2 separate regions of the Sus scrofa genome follow, and region 1 is linked to region 2. A link is a contact called in public promoter capture Hi-C data. All regions are on one chromosome and are shown on one strand. The core of a region is the stretch at or near the end of the contact, and the rest is flanking DNA. Distances in the headings are between cores, read along the strand shown.

Evidence for each region. Promoter capture Hi-C pulls out the DNA fragments that hold promoters and counts their contacts.
Region 1: a contact with region 2 is called in a promoter capture Hi-C map of liver, with 6 times the contacts expected there. The contact joins two enhancer-like sites. A contact is called at or near these places in 2 of 5 promoter capture datasets (fetal liver and liver), 3 of 47 Hi-C or Micro-C datasets (all in liver) and 1 of 2 datasets of contacts at active chromatin or transcription factors (alveolar macrophages).

The regions. Positions count from the first base shown.
Region 1 is chr1:56,182,775-56,186,544 of Sscrofa11.1, forward strand. No RefSeq gene overlaps it. Among named protein-coding and RNA genes, the nearest start is that of AKIRIN2, 120 kb to the left of the region's middle. Within about 2 kb of position 1,832, at least 5 of the 83 cell types and tissues checked have an H3K27ac peak or open chromatin away from gene starts, as enhancers often do. A contact at or near this core is called in fetal liver and liver, where this site is marked.
Region 2 is chr1:56,110,365-56,114,638 of Sscrofa11.1, forward strand. No RefSeq gene overlaps it. Among named protein-coding and RNA genes, the nearest start is that of AKIRIN2, 43 kb to the left of the region's middle. Within about 2 kb of position 1,302, at least 26 of the 83 cell types and tissues checked have an H3K27ac peak or open chromatin away from gene starts, as enhancers often do. A contact at or near this core is called in fetal liver and liver, where this site is marked.

The sequences.
Region 1 (3,770 bases), core at 582-3,081, 73 kb after region 2:
GCTTTCCTCTTGATATCTCCAAGAGGTTATCGGATATCTCCTCTTGAAGAGGCATCTCACCTTGAACCATGACCAACCCAAACAGCATTCTTTACTCCCACTGTCCCTCACCTCCCTAACATGCTTTTCTCTCATCCTTTCCAATTCCGGCAAGTGGCATCTCCCTCCACCAGTTGCTCAGTCTGAAGTCATACCCCAACCCCACCTCTCACCCACCACCATTTAGCTCTACCTTCAGAGTACATGGGGAATCCATTCACTTTTCACACCTTCACTGCTGCTACCCTTGTCCACGCTACTCTGTTTTATTGGATGCATGACTCCGTCATTTCCAAAGAGGTTTCCCTGTTTCTGCTCCTGTCCTTATTGTGGGACTTTGTTCACATAGCAGCCAGAATAATTTTCAAAACTGTAAGTCGAATTGCATCATATCCCTTCTTAACCACCCCCCTGGAGGTCCCCTATGCCTATTCTACCCAGAAAATACTTTTCTTCTTTGCATTGTCTAGTACTTTTATTTCCACCGTAGCCCAGACCTGTAGAAAAGGTTCAGCCTCGCTGCTGTCTTGTTCCTTTCTCATAAACAACATGAACAAGAATATTTATAGATCTGAAAATCCTTTAAAGTATTTATTTCTGTGCAGGTAGAAAACTTCCTAAGTAACTCCCTCTTTTTGGAAGCATGGAGGGTGGGAACTTCAGGGACCAGTGGTGTTGTTTGCTCCTATTATCTGATCAAGGATACTGGAGAGAGTTGAGAAAAATAGTGGGAATTTGGAGAGATGGAGATGAAGAATATAATGAGAAAGTAAAACATGGCACAGGGGTTAAAAATGGGCACAATGAATAAATTCTTTCTTTTATAATTCGTATTGTAGTAGAATTTTATAAATTGAGTTGCTGCAGAAAAAGGAGTAATAAAATGATATTAATTAGTATCATACTAGTAATTATACTATTTGTCCCTGAATTTATATAATCTTTCTGCAAAAAGCTAAAAATGGTTTCAAAAGCGCTAATAATATTATATTATTGGGCAATGTGTCTATAATAGACATTAATTATATGGTATTAAACCAATCCACAGAGCTTTCTAAAGGTATAATAGGCTAATAAAACACCAGAAACCTAATTGCTACTCTAAGAATTTAGAATTAAAATTAGCTTAATGATAGGAAAAATTTTAATAGGAAAAAATATCCGCAGAACATTTGCTCTGATATAGTTTTTCACTGTAAAGAATATTAAAAATATCAATAAAAGCAAAATAAGTATCCAGACCTTATTACACAAATATCGCTGTTAAATTTCTTCTTTTTCTAAGCTATCTTATTGTGTGGTTTTCAGAGCCTTTTATAAGTCAGCCACTAGAGAGCAAACTTCTTCTTTTTATCAGTCTGCAGTATTATTAAAAAAAAAAAATACATACCACGTGTATATACCGGCACTCTTAGAATAGCCTATTATCTCAGACTGTAAAATCTGATAATATAGCTTCCGAATGCCTGGGGCAGTGGGCGTGGGGGATGGAAGTGGGGAATTTTAAGGCCTTTATATTAAAAACATAAGAAAGAACAAGATAAGATGTTGTAATGTTGAACTACCTTCCTGGAGTGAAAATGAACCCTTCTGCTAATGGAGCTTAAAGTCTTAGGTTTCATCCCCTGTAATAAAATACGATAGGCATTGTTTGGTCTGACAGGCATCCTGGGTCTTTTATTCCAGGCGAGGGTAATAGAAATGATACTGGAGCTCAAAGAAATGATACTGTTTCCAAGTAGAAATGTGGATAAATTACATTGTCAGTTACATTACAGCCTTTCACTCCAGAGGCCTGAGTCAGGCAAAGAAAGCTGCCAGTGGAGGAACTTTCTCATCTTTGCACAAACTCCCACTATTGACATTCCTTCCAAAGGTCAGTATGAGCCCCAAAGATCAATACACAGGCAGATCAATCTGCTAAAGGGTGCCAGAGAACAGATGAGGGAACGTAGGAACACTGGGGACTCTCCCCCAACTTACCAGGCCCCAGAAGTTATTTCCCAGGCAGCGTTTTGACCAAGATTGACAGAAAAAGTGAGTAAAGCTGCTTTCTCTTCTGTGTTCTGTTAACAGGACCCTAGGAACTCACCGCTGAATAGTCATTGGAATCAAATTTCATCATTCTCATCTGGGCTTTGGGATATTTGAGGATTTACCACCTAGAATTTGGACTTTTGGGGTATTTTTACAAAATAACGATAGTTAGATTATACCAGCTATCGAAGAAGGGAGATTTCAAAACCTTCCAAGGAAACACTTTCGGGGGTTTATAGGCTATTCCTCTTAGGCAATGTATATTTTCTGTCGAATTGACTCAAGTGGAAGTGTCAATATTTGAACAATTTGGCCTATAAAATGGCAATTTTGCAGGCTTTGGCCTAACACATGATACTACAGGGTCTTCTGTGGAGAGACCTCCATCCCCAGCTCAGGTTTCCATCAGCCATCGTTACACACCTACCACGCTCTCAGTGCTGTCCCCGCGCAGCTCTGGGAACAGGAGCAGGAGCAGGGACCACTTCCCTTCAGGGCACTGTGGTGAGTGCTCTCAGACATTAAGGACCAGCAGACCAGTCCTGCCTTTGCAGCGCTTGCATCCTAGTGTGAGGAGTGGACAGGATTGCTCACTCTAAGGAGGATGAGGCCGTGCTATGTTCTCTAGAGTTGAACAGCTGTGGGACCAGGAAAGGGGGCTGAGATTCGGTCCTGACTGGGGGATTCCTGGAGTCTTCACGGAGGAAGGGACACTCCTGTTTGGGAGCTGATGCTTACCTGGGAGAGGTGATGATTTAACTGGGACTTGAAGAATGCTTAAGCTTGTTCTTACAATTTCTGTCAGAAAGCTGCAGCCAAAATTGTTAGTATCCCCAGGTGGCAGTGGTCCTTCTAGAACCACACGAAACTTGGCACAGTGTGGAGGCACCCTCCCAAGCCCCTGAGCCACTGCGATGTAGTGGCTGGGAACACTGACCCTGGAGCCAGACTGCCCTTATGGAATGTCTGTGTGACCTCGAGTAGTTTATTCAGCTTCTCTGTGCCTCAATGTCCTCACCTGTAAAATGTGGGTAAGTGATAGGACCTATTTTCGGTCTCCTCTGGAATTCTGACAGGGCTGGACATTTCCACAGGTTTATGGGTAACCTAACAAAACTCTTTTCACAGACTCACTAAGGGAGCCCCAAGGAAAGAACTTCGGTGAGCAAGACTTGAGGAAGAGGGCGTTAGGTATGTGTGTGTGTAAACTTTAGGTTTACAAGCAAATAAATGAAATCTCGAAAGGACTGTTTTGACTTCCATCTAAAACCCCAGGGCCCTGGTGGAATGCCTCTTGTAGCGGGTAACTCAGGGCAGCTTTGGTGGACTGACTGTTCCAGGGGCCAAAGGCCAGTGTTGTCACCTCCGAGGCCCCAGGGCTTCTGCTGGGTGGCAGAGGCCACTGGCAGATCCTTACACAGTGGAAGCAGCTCCCTTGTCTGATACTACCTGGCATTGTTCTTGGACATATTCGAGATAGCCCCTAGGAATGTCCAGAAATTTGGTGGTGGGGTAGTGTGGATGGGGTGGGGTAGGGTGGGTCGGCGAGTTTGGAGTTGGGGGAGATGGGAGCCCTTTGCAAGGAGAAGGGTCCTATAATAGGAGGCAAAGTGAAAGTCTGAGAAAGGAAGGGTCTGACCTGATGCCCCATTTGCATCTTTCAGGCCGCTGTGGTCCAGGACACGTCAGTTACA
Region 2 (4,274 bases), core at 52-2,551:
CCTGTGTCCTTTTGACAAAGCCCCACCATTTTTTGAGCACTTCCTTCTTTCTGATACAAGATATATTCCAAATTGACCTGTACTTTGCATGCTACAGTCCTGAATCAGCCAGCCATTTCTCCAAGGAGCCTCGGTTCCTTTTAGTGGAGAATGGTATTTATAAGCTAGGGTGTTCCTTATTATTGGGGATCTGTTCCCAGGCTCTCACTGGACAGAACTATTCAATATACATGTGTACTACTTTCCTATTGCTGCTGTAACAAACTACCACACACACAGTGGCTTGCTTAGCATAACACAAATGTATTATCTTATAGTGCTGGAGGGCAGCAGTCCTAAAATCAAGGTGTCAGCAGGGCTATATTCCTTCTGGAGTCCCTAGGAGAGTATTCATTTCCTTGCATTTCCATTTTCTTTTCTTTCTTTTTTTTTTTTTTTTTTTTGTCTTTTTGCTATTTCTTTGGGCCGCTCTCATATGGAGGTTTCCAGGCTAGGGGTTGAATCGGAGCTGTAGCCACTGGCCTATGCCAGAGCCACAGCAACGCGGGATCCGAGCCGCGTCTACAACCTACACCACAGCTCACGGCAACACCGGATCGTTAACCCACTGAGCAAGGGCAGGGACCGAACCTGCAACCTCATAGTTCCTAGTCGGATTCGTTAACCACTGCGCCATGACGGGAACTCCAAAGTATTTTTTTTTTTTTTTTTTTGTGCATTTCCATTTTCTAGAAGCTGCCTGCATACCTTAGCTTTCGTCCTCTTCTTTACCAATGTCAAGTGGCCAGCAGCCCAGCATCTTCAGGTCTCCTTCTCTCTGACCTCTGCTTCTGTCAGTACTTCTCTGACCCACCTTCCTCCCAGTATAATCACAAGGACCACTGTGACTACGGTGGACCTACCCAGATAATCCAGAATAATCTTCCTATCTCAGGATACTTAATCATATCTGCAAAGTCCCTTTTGCCCTATAAGGGAATACATCCACAGTTCGGGGCATTAAGATGAAGACCGTTATTCTCCCATCCATGTACAGGATGTGGGTATTTACACACTTATTTCTCTATTTTTAGAAATAGATTGGAAATCACGAGTTCATTTGGATACCTCCCATTCTGATTTAACAGCCGCAGGATTCATTCCAGCTTTCTCTGTTTCAATATTTGCACCTCTCTCCACCAACAGTGAGAAACCTGCCTTCCCTTGTCCTTAATAAGTTACTCATTTGATTTATCGCCTCTATGTAACCACCAGCCTCTTATCCCATTTCCGTCCTCATACCCACGGAGGAATGTCCTCCCGCTCTGCTTGGACTCAGAAATGTTACACTCGGCTGCCCTTTCTCGGGACGCCCTCCTCACTCCAGCCCAAACCAGCCATCGCCCTTGCAGAAAAACCCCCGGCTGCTCCCATGTGGACACCTTTCTCACCCTACTGGGGCTCCCACAGTCACCTCCGAGCCCCTCTAAAGTGCCGTGCTCTTCTCTCCACCCCTCCCCGAACTGGTTGAGGAGCCAATCGTTGCTAGGGGGAGGAAGAAAAGTCCAAATGGCATATTTTTAGGAAGGAGCAAGGTCACTGAAACTCTGATCCAAACAAAGTTGGGAGATGTGGAATGCTCGGGAGTGGGTGGGGGGGACTGGGAACAAGGTGGAAGGGCACAATGGGTTGGGGGTGGGGGTGGGGTTGGGGGGGACTCGAGGCTGGAGAAATACTGGCCGCTGGGATGGGTCCCAGTTCTTGGGCCTCTTTGTCTATTTTGAGGAGCGGACTCATATTTTTCTGGGCTGAGAAGGCTGCCACCAGCCTGGAGCCACATCAAACCACTTTTTATTAAAAAACCACCCTTTGGCTCCTGCTGTTTTTTATGCTGATTAAGAACACCGACTTGGCTCAACGAACAAGAGGGCTGATTGTTGCTCTGTCTCTTGAAGCAGAAGAGGCTTTTGATCAAGTTGAGTGGGAGTTGAGGTTTGAGGTACTTTAAAAAATGAAATTGGGAGATAAGCTGATGAACTGAATGTGAACTTCGTTCCAAGCTCAATGAACAGAAATGTTTCAGATCCTTTTAATCTGGAAAAAGCCCATCGCAATTGCCCTTTTAATCCCTTATTTTTCTTTAAGATAAAGTTGCTTCTCAAATTGTTTAACGTTTCTCTGTCTACAGAGAAGGCCACGTCAAAAATCAACTCTGAAGCTTAAAGAGGTATAGGCATCTCTTTCTTTTTGAGGGATTGGGCACCTTGGCCTTGTCCCTTCACTCTCTGGCACCCAGAGCAAGGGTGCTGTCTTCAGTGACTATCAGAGTGATGGGGGGGTGGCGCTCGGCTTTGCAGCATGGTGGCTGTAGATTGGCTGTACAAAAAAGCAGAAGCTTGTGGGTTCTAATCTCAGTTCCTCCCTGCCTTCTGAGCGACTTTAGGAGAGTCATTTAATTTCCACATGTTTGGTCTGCTCCATCCTCTTACAGAGCTAATGATATCCCTCATTGACTTATGTCATAGGGGTGTCGTAAGGGCTGATGAACGTACAGGGCGGTCAAACATTGCATACGTGTGATGAGCTAGAGAGCCGGGAGACCTCTTTCAATTAGCGGTGATCTTTCCCTTCAGGAATGAGCTATGCTTATGGTGCTAGTAATTTTTGGCTATTTCTCTGTTTATCTTATTAGTTCAACTCATGTTATCATTAATTATATACATAATAATATGCTTGGTTCAACACAGATGAAGTCATCCACTTCAGTAGTTTTGTGTCTCCTTCCTATGTGCCTGGCACTCTCTGTACTAGAATTAAAAACCTAAGGAAAAGCCACATTTGGGAAGGTCAACAAATGTGAAATATTTATGAGCAAATTCATGTTTATCTTTCTACTGTTCCCTCTGATGATTTATTTGTTTGAACAGAGGCTCCTCTTTTTATCATAAAACATCTGAGGGAAGCTTAGCTTCAGTTTCCTGAGTATGTGTGAAAGACACAGCATAGTTTTTTTTAAAAAAGGAAAGACTCCCCATTAGCCACTTTCTCATAGAATGGCAGTCCCCAAAGACGTGGCAATCTACTTATTAATTTTCATGTAGCTGTTCCCTGCTAAAGGGGGCAGTAGCCCAAATTAGGCCTGCCCCTTTGCTGTGCCAAGCAGGTGGGAAAATTGACTACCATCAGACTATTCTCAACATAGGGAAGTTAAGCCAGGCTGGACACGAACTGAAAACTAAACCGAAAATGATTATCTCATAATCCTGAAAAAAATCCTCATAATGCACATGTGGAAAAATTGCTTTCCACACACATCCCCTGCCCAGTGCAGGAGGCCACTTGCTGCCTTCAGAAACATTACCTTTGAACAGGCAGCAGCAGGAAAGCTCCGGGCTTTCCTCTCAACTAGAGGTGACATCTAAGGTCCACACACCAATGGGAAAATAAAACACACAAACTAAGACAACACAGAGCGGGATAGAAGGGTTTGGCCACTTTGCTTCCAGTTACTGGCTTTGGCTGCGAGTTGGGCTTCTGGCTGGCGGCTGCTGGAAAACTTTTGGACTATTTTCGACAGACAGAACAGGCCATGTGAAATGTCTATTATTATTTCCATCTTGGCTGCCTCAAGCACACAGAACTGGCTGCCTTCTGTCCCTTGTCCTGCAGCCTGTGATCTGAGCGAGTAAAGCTCCAAAGCACAGAGACCTCCCCCAGTGCCAGTCTGCCATCTTACCCCCAGGAAGGTCTTCTCCATGCTGCAGCTGCTGATGTTTCTGAAGTATGAGCCCAACCTCATCTTCCTCTTCTGAAATGATCACAACTCGCCATGTCAAGATCTAAGGTACCAACAAGCCCTTAAGTTGGAAACCAGATAAAATTTTCTAGGATTGCAATGTTTTAAGATTCGCATGTTTTTCTAATATGTATTTGAGAACCAGGGAGAATATTACCAGTTCTTTGTTTTTAGGGCCACACCTGCAGCATATGGAAGTTCCTGGGCTGGGGGTCGAATTGGAACTGCAGCTCCCGGCCTACGCCACAGCCACGGCAATGCCAGATCCTTAATCCACTGAGCGAGTCCAGGGAGCAAACCCATATCCTCATGTACACTATGTCAGGTCTTTTTTTTTCGGATTTTTTTTCTTTTTTGGCCACACAGGTAGTATTGGAAGTTGCCGGGCCAGGGATCAAACCTACGCCACAGAGCAGCAACCAGAGCCACAGCGCTGAGAACGCTGGAGTCTCAACCCACTAGGCCATCAGAGAACTCCCCATGTAGGGTTCTTAACTCA